Linked DNA regions of Zea mays: regions 1 and 3 are each linked to region 2. A link is a contact called in public Hi-C data. All regions are on one chromosome and are shown on one strand. Each heading gives the region's core, a stretch centred on a gene start, on an enhancer-like site or on the middle of the called end of the contact. The rest is flanking DNA. Distances are from core to core; before and after follow the strand shown.

Region 1 (4,508 bases), core at 736-3,235, 170 kb before region 2:
GCCGCGAATCGCGCCGCGTCTAGGAATCCGGAGGTCGGGCCAGCGGGGTTGGCCGGCGGTTTGTGGCGGCGCGGAATCCGGAGGTCGGGTGGGTGGGCGGGCGGTTTGCAGCGGCGCGGAATCCGGACGTCGGGTGGGAGCGGGGGCAGTCTACGGTGAGCCCTTAATAGTTAGTAGAGATTTCTTATAATCCCTGAAAAGAACAGTTCGTATATAAAACCCACGCCTCAGCATTAGGAACAATTGTATTATGGGTGTTTGGTTTCAGTGATTAAAATTTAGTTCATGTTTGGATGCCTATTGCCAGTATTAAATGTAGTATAATTAAAAACTGATTACACAACTAAAAACTAAACGACAAGATAAATTTATTAAGCCTACTTAATTTATATATAGCAAATGTTCGTTGTATCATCACATGAGCGAATCATAAACTAATTAAGTTTAATATATATTTATCTTACCATTTAATACTCATCTATGTAATTAGTTTATAACTAGACTAAATTTAATACTTCTAACTATCATCCAAACATTCGACGTGATAGGGACCAAATTTTAGCTCGGAAAACCTAACACCCTGTAAACTAAAGACAACACTATTACAATGCCAATGCGCATCAAATATTACACTTTATATTAGCTAAAATGACTATAAAGGTACACGCTGGAATGGAGCATGATCCTCTTTTTATAGCTCACTCGGTCGTTCGTTCTCCTTTAGCTAGCAAAGTTGTTTTATGTGGGAGCGTTGTGTGTGGCTCCAATCATGTTAGACTTAGATGGTTTCGCACGGTCTATCTGTAGGGTAACAACCCACTAATAAGGGCTAAGATGTTTTCACAGTGGTTGCCGACTTGTTTACACAGCGGGTGGGAGCGTAGCGAGAACGGGGAAGAAGTGGAGGGCGGGGCGTGGACGGTTCTGTCGAAGTGCTGGTCACGAAGAGGGGGATACTCAGGTCAGAGGCCATTGTGCCACACGTTGAAGAGGAGGGACAATGGAGGAATATTGGGCCGCACGAACCGCTGGGCCACACAAATCGATAGGACACAGGCGCTGCTATGAGATTTGTTTGATTAGTGCTATACCGACCAGAAACACAACGTAGCTTATAAGTGTTGTTATAAATCATCTGTTGCTCACTCCAACTCTTTAGCTTTGGTGCCGCACCAAGGTACACTTTTTTTGGACGGGGCCACATAAGTGCTTTTGGAGGCGCGTACGGGCGATGGAAGCCCACATGCAGGATGCGACCATTTTTCTTTTTAACGAGGAAAGGACTCTAACCTTTTCTCATCCTGTTAATCATATACTCCTTTCCTTACTAAATTATAATCCGTTTGATTTTTAACAAGTTTGATCAACTTGCCTTATTTAGTCTTTTGATAAAAAATAAAATTTCGAAGTTATTCTTATAGTCAAATTTAATATTTGTTATGATTTTATAATAGAACGAGTAGTCAAATTTTGGTAGAAAAAAGCCAAATAAATTATAAATTAAATCGAGAGGAGTATATTCCGTACTAGATTCATCAAACTATTCCACGAAACAGGCTCTACTGTCACGAGTAAATTCTGCCATGCACGTGCACGAGCAATTTTGACTGGTTGATTCAACTGACGCGTCAGTTCAACGCCGCAGCACACCAGATTTTAAGGGCGCCAAAATATAAGCCCAGGACGTGGAACAGAAATCTGGCGTGCTGGCCGCCCGTCTGGAATTGTCAATCTCAGCTCCTCAGTCCAACGTGGCAACGGCAGCAACATCGAGCAAACTCGGCGGTGCCCATCCTCCACCGGCGTCTCGTCAAAAGGCAGGGACCGAGGGAGGCTAGTAGAGCGATTGCGCTGCGCCTCTGGCCTCTTCGCGCAGAGCCGCACACCGACCCACGCCGGCCGCGCCCACCAGGCAGCCAGGCACCACGACGCGGCAGCCCCCGGCCTCGGAAGCCAAGAGCCATACCGCCTCTTTTTCCTCCAAAAGCCAAACCACCACACCCCCTAATCTCTCGCTCTCTTCCTTTCTCACCCCCGTGACCCTGTCTCGCCCCTTCTCGCCTCGCCGCCGCAGCCGATGGGCTCCGGGGAGGAGCCGTCGCAGATGCGGAGGGCGCTGGTGGACTCGCTCGCGGGTGCCATCTCCGGCGGCATCTCCCGCACCGTCACCTCCCCCCTCGACGTCATCAAAATCCGCTTCCAGGTCTTCCCGCCCCCCCTAATATCTCCCTTCTCCTCCCGTAGTACATTCTCCGGCCGGGCTGTCGCGGTGCTGCTCGCTGGGGCACCGCCGCCGTTTGTTCGCGAGCTAGGTACCCTAGGATTTCTCGATTGCTCGGCTGGGATCACCTGGCGGAATTTTTGAGGGTGCTGGTGTGTCCCTTGGGACGCTGTAGTTTCGGTGTTTGGATACGGCAAGCCACTGCATTTCATCTCTGGAGTAATTGTGCGTCTGCGTTTGCCTGTTGTCTGAGCGTGTGGTAGCTATCTGGTTTGATCAATTCGGAAACTGAAACGGATTAGGTGTAGGTGGTATTTGAAGATGAACTGCGTGGTTTGGCAACGGTTTCACCTCCGCACTAACTGCTACGCATGATGGCTATTGGTTTAGGGATTATGCTGGCACGGTGGCTACTGGTTTAGGAATGATGTTGCCTATGGTCACCGTACATTCTGTCAGAAATGTTGATGAGTTCTACACTGAGTTTGGATGGGTGGAAATGGTGTTGGTTTTCTGAAACTTAGGGTGGGGATTGCTTTTTAATCGATTGACTTTTGCAAACTCACTGGAAGTGCATTGTAATAAGCTTACCAAATGCCAATATTCCGTTGGAATCGTGCTTTCATCACGTGTAACCTTGACAAGAATATCTGGATGTATGCTTAATTATGGATTTGAGGGCCCCTTTTGTTAGGTAGTGAACAGCTAATCTCACTTGCTTAGTTTGCACAAATAGGAGGGTTTCCGTTTTCTGCAAATATACTAAGAATTATTTTATTTTATATGAGTAGTAGGAGACAGTAAGATCAGACTATTATGTGACAGGATAATTTTGTACCCATACTTTTTACTTGATGTTATTGTTTTTTCACTAAAATTACATGATAGTATTTTTACCCGATATTATTGCTCTCCCACTAAAATTACACGATATATGAGTAGTAGGAGACAGTAAGATCAGACTATTATGTGACAGGATAATTTTGTACCCATACTTTTTACTTGATGTTATTGTTTTTTCACTAAAATTACATGATAGTATTTTTACCCGATATTATTGCTCTCCCACTAAAATTACACGATCATATTTTTTACTTGATACTATAGCTTTCCAACCAAAATTACATTATAGTATCGAAAGCGAGGTACATTTTTCGCTTCCAGGTCATCCCACCCCCTAACATCTCTCCTCCCATGGTACATTCTTCGGCTGGGCTGTCGCAGTGCTGCTCGCTGGGGCACCACCACTGTTTATTCGTGAACTAGGTATGGTATAATTGCTTGGTTGGGATCATTTGGGACTGACATAATTTTTTAGGGTGTTGCCGTCTTTCTGGGAGGCTGTAGCTTTAGGTTTGGTGGTTGGATACCCGAAGCCGTGTAGTTCGTCTGATTTGTGCCTGCATTGCGTATCTGCAGGAATTTGGCGGTCTGTGAGTCCCTGTGGCTGCGCTTGTCTCTGTTTATCTGTGGTTTGAGTGTTGGATAGCTACTTGGTTCGATCAATTTGGAATGGATTAGATATATGTAGTATTTGAAGTCGCGAGGTGCACATGGATTAACTGATTAAATGCATGGTTTGGGAGTTGTTTCCTCTCTGAGCTAACTGAATCTAACTTATAGGCATGATGGGTATTGGTTTATGATGATGTTGCCTGCTTTAGCTTATGTCCTTGTTGTGGTGGCTTGTCTGGGCATTACTGTACATGATTGCCATACATTTAGGCAGAAATGTTGATGGGTTATACTGAGTTTGGATGGTTGAAAATGCTGTTTTTTTTAAACTAAGGACAGGGATTACTGTTTAATCTATTGACTTTTGTAACCTCACTGGAAGTGCATTATAATAAGCTTACAAATGCTGATTTTCTTTTTGAATCATACTTTTATTGCATATAACCTTGATAAGAATCCTTGGATGCATGCTTCATTATGGTTTTGAGGGCCCTATTTGCCAGATAATGAGATGTTGAAATCACTTTCTTAGTTTGCACAAATTGGAGGTTTCCTTTTTCTGCAAATATACCAAGGAATAATGGAATTTGTTTGAGTAAAACAAAGATCAGACTATTATGTGACAGAAATTTTGTACTTGTGTTTTTTGCTCAATTTTATCGCTTTCCCACTAAATTACATGATAGTATTGAAAGCAGCACAGGTGCCATCGGGCGAAATGAAACTTGCCCTTTTGGTACATTGTAATCTTTTAAATATTCTATTGGTGAAAGCCATATCCATTTTGGATGTTAAGAGGCTTCCTCAATATTCTCTGCAGGTTCAGTTAGAA
Region 2 (4,381 bases), core at 496-2,995:
CATGGCGCTTAGAAGCAACGGACGAGTCGGAGCTTGATATGGAGGGTGACGAAGAGTCGGTCTCGTAGTAGACCACCTTCTTCATCTTTTTCTTCTTGTCACCTCTCCGGTGCGACTTGATGGAGGAAGAGGATTCCTCCTTATGCTTGTTGTCGGACTCCCTTGAAAGGGTTCTCCCTGAGCTCGCGGGCTTGTCGCCGGTCACGATCTCCCTCTTGGCGTGATCTCCAGACATCACTTCGAGTTTGTTAGACTCTTAATGAAGCACTGGTTCGGGTACCAATTGAAAGTCGCCTAGAGGGGGTGTGAATAGGCGTAATCTGAAATTTACAACTTTAAACACACATTACAAGCCGGGGTTAGCGTTAGAACTGAAATCGAGTCTGGGAGAGAGGGGGGAAACAAGTCAAATGAGAATCAAGCGAATGAACACGATGATTTGTTTTACCGAGGTTCGGTTCCAAAGAACCTAGTCCTCGTTGAGGAGACCACAAAGGCTGGGTCTATTTCAACCCTTTCCCTCTCTCAAACGGTCACTTAGACCGAGTGAGCCTTCTTCCTTAATCTCACGGGTCACTAAGACCCCGCAAGGACCACCACACACTTGGTGTCTCTTGCCTCGCTTACAAAGCACTTGAGAATAAGAATGGAAAAGAAAAAGGCCAAGCCAAGCAACAAGAGCAACAAAGAACACAAGAAAACCCTCTCTCAAGTCCCTAATGGAATTGAGTTGATTTAGTGGCTTGGAGAGGATCCAATCTATTTGATGTGTCTTGGAGTGGAGTCTTTTGCTCTTGTATTGAATGCAATGTTTGGAATGCTTGGATGCTTGATGTTGTGGTGGTTGGGGGGTATTTATAGCCCCCAACCACCAAGGTAGCTGTTCGGGTGCGCCACCGGACAGACACTGTTCAGTGTCCGGTGCGCTGCCACGTCACCCAACCGTTAGGGTTCGGAGCTCGGGCGACCGTTGGAGCTTTGTCCTCTTGCGACATCGGACAGTCCGGTGCGCTTTGACTTCTGCGCTGCGCTGTCCCTGCTGTCAGAGTCGATCGTTGGCGCGAGGTAGTCATTGCTCTGTTGGCACACCGGACAGTCCGATAAATTATAGCGGAGGGCGCCGTTGATTTTCTGAGAGTGGCTGCTTCGGAGTTGTATGGGCATGGTGAACAGGACACTGTCCGGTGGCACACCGGACAGTCCGGTGCGCCAGTCCACTGCACACTCAGGTTCTTTGCTCCATTTCAATTTAGTCCCTAACTTGAATCTTTTATTGGTTTGTGTTGAACCTTATGCACCTGTAATACATGAGTTCTAGAGCAAACTAGTTAGTTCATATATTTGTGTTGGACATTTAACCACCAAAAATAATCGTAGGAAAATGTTAACCCTATTTCCTTTTCAGAGAGATTGAAGAGCGTTTAAATCCCCAATAGATCAAAAAACTCCCATAATATATCCTAACCTACTATAATCTCTCTCATTACTAGAGTACCCAAACTAGGCTTAAAGATGTTTGTTTTCTAGGACTTATTTTTAGTTCCTATATTTTATTCATTAATAATTAAATTGCTAAATACAAAAAATTAAATAAATTTTTAGTTTTCTTATTAAACAATTTAAGCATTAAAATAAAATAAAATAAAGCAACTAAAAAAAATTAATTTATAGAAACTAAAAAGGATAGTACTAACATCGTGGCGCCCACTGCCTCAGTAACAGGCGATGACCCCTGAGCACTGTTATGTTAATTAACAATCCGCTAACTAATTACGGAAGCGAAAGAGGAAAAAAAAACCCTGTCCTTGTCTCCCACCTCGACTCTTTCCATCTCGTCTCCCTCGCCTCCTCATCTCGTTCCGCCTCCTATCGGCCCAGCTCCAAACCCTAGCCCGCCGCCGTGCTGACTCCCCTAGCCAGGCACGACGTCGAAGAGAGCAGCGGCGGAGGCGGCAACCTGATGCCCAGCCCCCCGTGGGGGCCATGGAGCTCGTCCTCGTCAAGCCCGCGGCAGGAGCTCTCGTCGAGGTGGGCTCCGGGTCCGTTGCCGGCGCGGGCTCGATCCCGGCGATGGTGGCGGCGCAGCAGGAGATTTTGCACGAACAGGTGGACCAGCTCCAACGCCTCGTCGTCGCTCAGTGCCGCCTCACCGGCGTCAACCCCCTCGCCCAGGAGATGGTGAGCAACTCCCGTCTTCAATGCTTGCCTTGTTCTATTCATCTATTGAGCTTCTCCCGTTGCATGATGTGAGCTGGCCAATTTCTGGTGAAGTATATATATGCGATTGGGCGTGGGTAAAACCACAGGTTCCTAATAATGGTGATATATGATCTGTCTAACTTTAGGCTGTGCTTCATCATAGTTCCTACATACTGCGGCGCTCCATGGTGGGAACTGGAAATTTATTCGTATTCCTGAAATTAGGAAAGTTCTTCTAATATTTAGATTATGAATGCTTGTGTTACTACGGAATACAATTAACAGAAATCTATTTGTTTACTGCAGCATTGTTGAAAAAAGCTGTTCTGAACCTTCCTTACTGCAATTGTTAAATCATCGTTAACTTCATCACGTCGCACGCTGTTTTGTATACATCGTTGCAATGTTATTGTGTTTATGTATTATGGATCATGAATATCGAAAGAATATACTTTTGAGTGGATGCTGGATATTAAGGTTCAAGATTGTGGGCACACGTTTTTTCTGCTTCCATGTTTTGCTTGCCCGCCCTCTTTCTGTACTATTAGCTTTCTATAGTGTTTGAACACCCTGCTTGTCCATGAGTCGTCATCACCATTTTCAGCTAAATTATTTCTATTCATCCGTTGACTTATGTAGTATATTTGGTTTGTTCTTGCAGGCTGCCGGTGCATTGTCTATCAAGATAGGTCAGTTTGTCCACATTGATTGAATTTGCATTGGCACAGCATGTGTGGTGGATGTCTTGGCATACAATATTGATAAAATGGCATAACACCATGATGTAGTATAGCTAACATATGACAATTGGGTATTGTTCTGAACCCGATTGCTGAAAAACTTCATGAGATTATGCTTGAATTCTTCGAGAGTCTAAAGTGACATGAGATCTGATTTTTCTTCAATTATCCCATCTTTTTGTAACTATTGCATGCTGTTCTAACTTCTAAGCACTATTTAATGTTAGTTAAAGTTCTGCAGGTAAGAGGCCAAGGGATCTGTTGAATCCAAAAGCAGTTAAGTGCATGCAGTCACTTTTTGCCTTGAAGGACATTCTTGGCAAAAAAGAAACCCGAGAAATTAGTTTACTCTGTGGGGTCACTGTTACACAGGTCTGCTCCACATCTCCCATCTGATGCTTTTCTGTACTTCCATTTGATGTATTTTGCTTTTTTCGTGTGCCCTCATAAATCTGTGCATAACATTTCAAAAATACCATTAAAATAACTGGACAGAATCTTTAGAACTGGATTCAACCGAACTGGGCTTATTTTTTTATATGCAGTCTATCGACTGAACTGGACTGTAGTTTTCTTTCTTCATTTCCCCTACGTTCAGATTAATCACACTGGTTGTGTGATTGCCTTTATTCTTACGGTCTATTACATGAACGGGCCTCTAGCTCTTAGGTCATGAGTTCGACTTCCCATAGGAGCGAATTTGAGATTGGGGTTAAAAACACCCTCGTCTGTCCACACTCCAAAGCACGTGTCTAAGGTCCGGCACAAGGTCGTGGTCGTTTTCACATGGGCTACAACACATGAGGTGTTCGTAGCAAAATTGCCTGGACAGGCGTGTGGGTGTTTTCTCGACATGTGTGAGAAGGTCTTCTTAGCAAAACAGTTGGGGCAGGGTCAAGTTTTTATTCTTACTGTATGTTACTTGAAACTGATGTTATACATTGTTGTTTTTTTCATTTTTCTTTTGTGTTCATTTTTCATGTAATAACCTGTACATTAAAAAAATTTAGGTTAGGGAATTCTTTACAGTTCAACGATCGCGAGTGAGAAAATTTGTTCGTCTGTCTCAAGAAAAAGCGCTGAGAATAGAGACACCCAAAGAGCAGGACAATTCATACTCCATAAACACTGAGCAGATACCGCCGGACATAGAAGCACAAGCTGAAGTTATTGAACCTTTGAGAACTTTAGAACCGGTGGTCCTACAGAGCTCTTTGCAACCAACGTGTGTCCCTCAGATCTCTTCGCAATCAATGGAGCTCCAACAAAGCGATTTGCAGCACATGGAAGTCTTCCAAAACTCTTTGCAACAAGCAGAGGCACAACATAACATTGCAGCTCCTATAATGCCATCTGGAGCAATGGTTATGCAACCAACTGACGCTAAGATTAGTTCAGACTCTGTTCAAAAGGAAGTTAAGCAAGAGGGAGTTCATTCTGGT
Region 3 (4,592 bases), core at 1,949-4,448, 150 kb before region 2:
CACACAGAGGGTGGAACGGGGTGCTAGCTTGTGAGGAGCAGTGGCAGCGGTGTTCGGGTAGCAAGCACACCCGAAGACACAGAGGTGGTCATAGCGCGGAGGGGTACCGAAGAGTGCCTGGTGAGGAGTGGGGGCCGGGCACACAGTGGAAAGGAGACGATTGAGGAGGTAGGTCGAGGTGTGGAGGGCCTCGGCCTAGAAGCGTGTCGGTAGGTGCGTCTGGAGAAGAGTGCGGATGGTGTCGTTGGTCGTGCGGATCATGCGCTCAGCCTTGCCGTTCTAGGAGGAGGTATACGGGCAAGACATCCGCAACTGCATCCCGTGGGAGAGAAAGAAGTCACGAGAGGTGGAGTTATCGAACTCCCGACCATTGTCACACTGAACGGCCTTAATGGTGAGGCCGAACTGAGTGGACACCCAGGCGAAGAAGTGGCGGAGGGTGGGGAAAGCCTCAGACTTGGCACACAAAGGAAAAGTCCACACATAATGAGAAAAATCATCAAGCACCACAAGATAGTATTTGCAGCCTGACATACTGGTAATAGGTGAAGTCCACAAATCGCAGTGTACAAGATCAAATGCATGAGTAGCATGCGAGGAAGAAGAAGAAAAAGGAAGACAAACATGGCGGCCTAACTAGCACGCATGACAAAGATGCTCATCATGTGATCTAGTACATGGGATAGTGGCACTACGAGTAAGCTGCATCAAGGCATCGCGTCCGGGGTGACCAAGGCGACGATGCCAGGTAGTAGGTGTGGTGGCAGCAAAAACAGCAGCTGTGTCAGGCGACGAAGACGAAGAAGAGGTGGCATGCGGAAGCCGAAGGGTGTAGAGGGGGCCGGTGCTGTCACATCTGAGGAGGGGGCGCTGAGTTGCCGAGTCCTTCACAGTAAGACCAGAAGAGTCAAACTCGACAGAACAAGAATTATCAGCGGTAAAACGACGAATAGAAAGAAGATTGTGGACCAAAGAAGGAGCGACAAGAACATCAGGAATGCGAAAAGAGCCGGGAGTGCCGGCGGCACCCACAGATGTGACAGGAAGACACGAGCCATTCGCCACCATGATGGACGAAGGAACAGAGGAAGGAGGGCGAACAGAGGTGAGTATACCATGGTCGGGAGTGATGTGGTAGGTAGCACCGGTGTCCGCGATCCACTCGGGACCCATCGACGGAGTCAGAGCGGGAGTCTGGAAGGCAGCAGCCAGGGCGGCCGCGTCCCAACTAACCGGCCCGGACGGTGGAGCAGCCGGCGGCGTGGGCCACGACGAAGCGGCAGGCGTCGAGGTCCAGGGCGACGGAGAGGCGAAGGCAAACCCTGACGGTGAGGTGAACCCCGGCTGCGCACCGGCGAAGGGTGGCTGTATAGAGTTCATACACGGGCCTCATGGGCCTAGCCACATGGGCCTAATCCATATACTCTAACATTGCAGCTCCCAGCCTTGAAACTTAGTTAGTGCTAGTCGGCGTGGTGTAGTAGTTGGTTGGCTTGGTTTCATGGAACTGTTCTTGTATTTGTGTTTTAGGCCTCCTTAGGAGAGCTGCCTTGTACTCTTGGTCTATTTTGGATCCCCTTTTTCTTAATATAATGATGTGCAACTCTCCTGTGCGTTCGAGAAAAAAAATAGGGATGTAATGTTTCTTTACTAAATTAATTAGTCCTTTTTGGCCCAAAACAAAACAGAAACTTTTCATGCACCCTCCAATTTAGACAAACTCATCACTGGTATTTAGATCTTCTCTCTTGGCCACGCTCAACATTGCAACTTCAACCTTGACACACGATGTTGGACCACTTTTTTTTAATTGCATGTGTGAATGTGTGTATGTTATAAACTATGATCTTGTCCTTCAGTCGTTTATGTCACTATGTGAAATTTACTTGTATAGAATATCTGCATCCTTTTGAGTTAATATTAGTAGTCTCTTTTGTTTACTGGGCATGCTTTGTGTCATTATGTTTCTGTTGACTTACTGAGGACATTTCTTTCCGTTCCGTTATATTTGCTTGTTGCCACTTGCCAGTATGGCAGTGTGGTACATTGGTATACCACTTCATTGACGAATGAGTTGACCTTAGCGCCTCTTAGGCATAAATACCCATTTAGGCCTTGTTCGGTTTCACCTGAAGCGGAAGGGATTGAGGGGATTGGATCTCTTTCTATTCAATTTTGACTAAGAAGTGATTTAATCCCCTTCGATCCACCCCTAACCGAACAAGCTCTTAGGTTGACAATGAATTACTTGAGATTTCACATACTCTAGCTGTGTTTAGTGCCTTTTCTTATAATGGATTCCATGCCTTTTGTTATACTCTAGCTGTGTTTATCTTGAGATTGCTAGCCATGGGATGATCAGGTTTCCTTGGTCATAATGCAGATTGAAGGGCTAAAACGCCATCCAAGGTATGGAGCTCGAATTGAGAGCAGCACATACAAGGGCATGTACCATGCCCTAAAGGAGATTGTCGCAAAGGAGGGATTTGGAGGCCTTTATAAGGGCCTTTTCCCCTCTTTGGTGAAATCGGCCCCTGCTGGTGCTGTGACATTTGTGGCATATGAATACATCTCAGACTGGTTAGAGTCGATACTGATGTGAAAATCTTCAATGCAGTAATACTTTATCCCCCTGTTTTTTCTGTTGCTGTTTATATTATTTCTCCATGCTGTTATACACTTGTGTCTGGAAGAGGCTGCAGTTCCATTGGATCTTGCAGTCCATACGAGGTTTGGGACTTGGGAGCCTGCTAAAATCAACTGGATAATTCATGCTTGTAAGGTCCTCTCATGGGTTTTTGGCAAACTATTAGGCGTTACACAAATCGGCAATCGAGTTGGTCACCGAAAATTTGCATTTCTAGATGTCTATGCACTGAGCCCTACCTTTTCTTCAAACCTGAAGTTTTACGTTTTCTTTGTTGATGTCTGCATGCTCGTTCATGTCCGGAGCAGTGATAGAACCTGAAACTGATTTGCAGGATAGGGAGCAAGGCTGGAGTTGAGTGAGGTCTTGATGGATCATGGAGCTATCAAGATACCATGACGAGAACTTTTTGCACACCGTGGACATGGAGGATGGAGACCGGAAGGTCAATCGTCAAGTGCATACAATTCCTAGAGATCCGATACATGTAAAGCCTTACATAGAAAAGAGCTGTTTTGTCGTTTCTTATTCTTTCCCCAATTGCCTAATGTGGTGGTAGGGCATTCGTTGGCTTGTAAAACAAGGCTGACTACAACTAACTTAGTGATCGCGACGCGTCATACATGACTAAGTCAAAAGCAGCCGGCAGTTTTGCTGGGATCGTGTTACGAATCTTTTCTCGGCTGCAGTCATGTTTTCCTTGCGGCTTGTTGGGGCTGCGTCTTCTACAGTCTTTTTTATTTATATGGATTGCACCTGCAACAGACTGCAGCAGCTACGGTTGTAGGGCAGCCGAACAAATTTCATGGTTGATGGCAGTCGTAATTTATTCAACCATTTTGTTGAGCACCATTTATAGTACTGAGTATGACCATTTTGTTGAGCATCATTTATGGCACTGGTATGGCCGGACGGTTCGGCATTGAGGCTCGGACGATTCAGACTTAGGTGCGGACGGTCCGTTATAGAATTAGATCAGACGGTCAAATTTCTATCTTTTTGCGGGTTTATCCCTCTAATCTTACGGGAGTTATTGGGGAATGTTTAGAAACGGGTCTAGACCTTTCTCTTATATATTTGAAGGGTACGAATATTAACAATCGATCAACAATCAATATATCTTTAGTTTTTTAACTTTTTCCCTAGGAATATATAATAACATAGTTTTCTCCCTCTAATCTCCACCTTTCTCCGGCTCAACGTTGTAGAGAGATGTTTTGGGTGGCCTGTCGATCGCAAGACAAACTCTGGGATCTCTCCTCAACAGGGTTCCTCTCAGGAGCGAGATCTAGGTGCTATTGGCGAATTTTGCCACCCCTACGCATACGCGGACCCTTCGGCCACCAGGCACGGGCCGTTCGGCTTGTCAATAGGAACCCTAGCCATTGCGTCAGGTCGTGGATCGTCTGGCTCTCGGCAGCGGACTGTCTGCGGTACTTCAGAGAGCACCGTCGTTGATACACATTGCAGTGATTAGCCCCTAGCTCGGTGTCAACATACTTTTTGGCGACTCCGCTGGGGATATCACGTGAAGATCTATCAGATCGACCATCAATGTTTGGTTCAAAAGATAGTTCTGACATCTCTCCCAGCAACATCATCGAGCCGACTATAAAAACTCTTTCGACTGAGGATCAGCGAGAGTTCAAGGAGCACAAGTAACAACTAATCAAGGATGCCCAGGTGAAGTTCCTGGCCAACTTTAAGGTGGACTGAAATCAAAAAGTCGTCCGGCAGCGAGCGACTAATCTAGCTTCGCTCTAACCTACTACAACTACCCTCAAAGTAAGTGAAACAAAAGAAATCCAATCCCTTAGATCTTACGTAGATGAGCAACGAGAACAAATGCAACGATTAATACGGGTTATGCAAGACGAGTATATGAGGCTAGCACGTGCATTTGATAAATTTGACCAATCCCAACCACTTTATGGGATACCGATAG

The links. A called contact is a pair of places that touch in the nucleus more often than the background predicts.
Region 1: a Hi-C map of leaf shows a contact between it and region 2, with 4 times the contacts expected there. The contact joins the promoter of LOC103650800 here to the promoter of LOC103650799 in region 2. A contact is called at or near these places in 9 of 25 Hi-C or Micro-C datasets (ear, endosperm, leaf and 1 more).
Region 3: a Hi-C map of endosperm shows a contact between it and region 2, with 2.7 times the contacts expected there. The contact joins the enhancer-like site here to the promoter of LOC103650799 in region 2. A contact is called at or near these places in 8 of 25 Hi-C or Micro-C datasets (bundle sheath, ear, endosperm and 2 more).

The regions. Positions count from the first base shown.
Region 1 is chr3:157,010,173-157,014,680 of Zm-B73-REFERENCE-NAM-5.0, reverse strand. It overlaps LOC103650800 (mitochondrial thiamine diphosphate carrier 2-like), which reads left to right and starts at 1,985. Exons shown (of 8, transcript NM_001397176.1): 1 at 1,985-2,203; 2 at 4,497-4,508. The coding sequence starts at 2,078.
Region 2 is chr3:156,837,622-156,842,002 of Zm-B73-REFERENCE-NAM-5.0, reverse strand. LOC103650799 (homeobox protein LUMINIDEPENDENS) reads left to right here and starts at 1,745. Exons shown (of 13, transcript XM_008676368.3): 1 at 1,745-2,178; 2 at 2,861-2,888; 3 at 3,181-3,311; 4 at 3,950-4,381. The coding sequence starts at 1,984.
Region 3 is chr3:156,987,822-156,992,413 of Zm-B73-REFERENCE-NAM-5.0, reverse strand. It overlaps LOC103650800 (mitochondrial thiamine diphosphate carrier 2-like), which reads left to right. Exons shown (of 8, transcript NM_001397176.1): 7 at 2,384-2,580; 8 at 2,982-3,267. The coding sequence ends at 3,009. Among protein-coding and RNA genes, the nearest start is that of LOC103650800, 23 kb to the left of the region's middle. Within about 2 kb of position 3,198, at least 11 of the 20 cell types and tissues checked have an H3K27ac peak or open chromatin away from gene starts, as enhancers often do. A contact at or near this core is called in bundle sheath, endosperm and leaf, where this site is marked.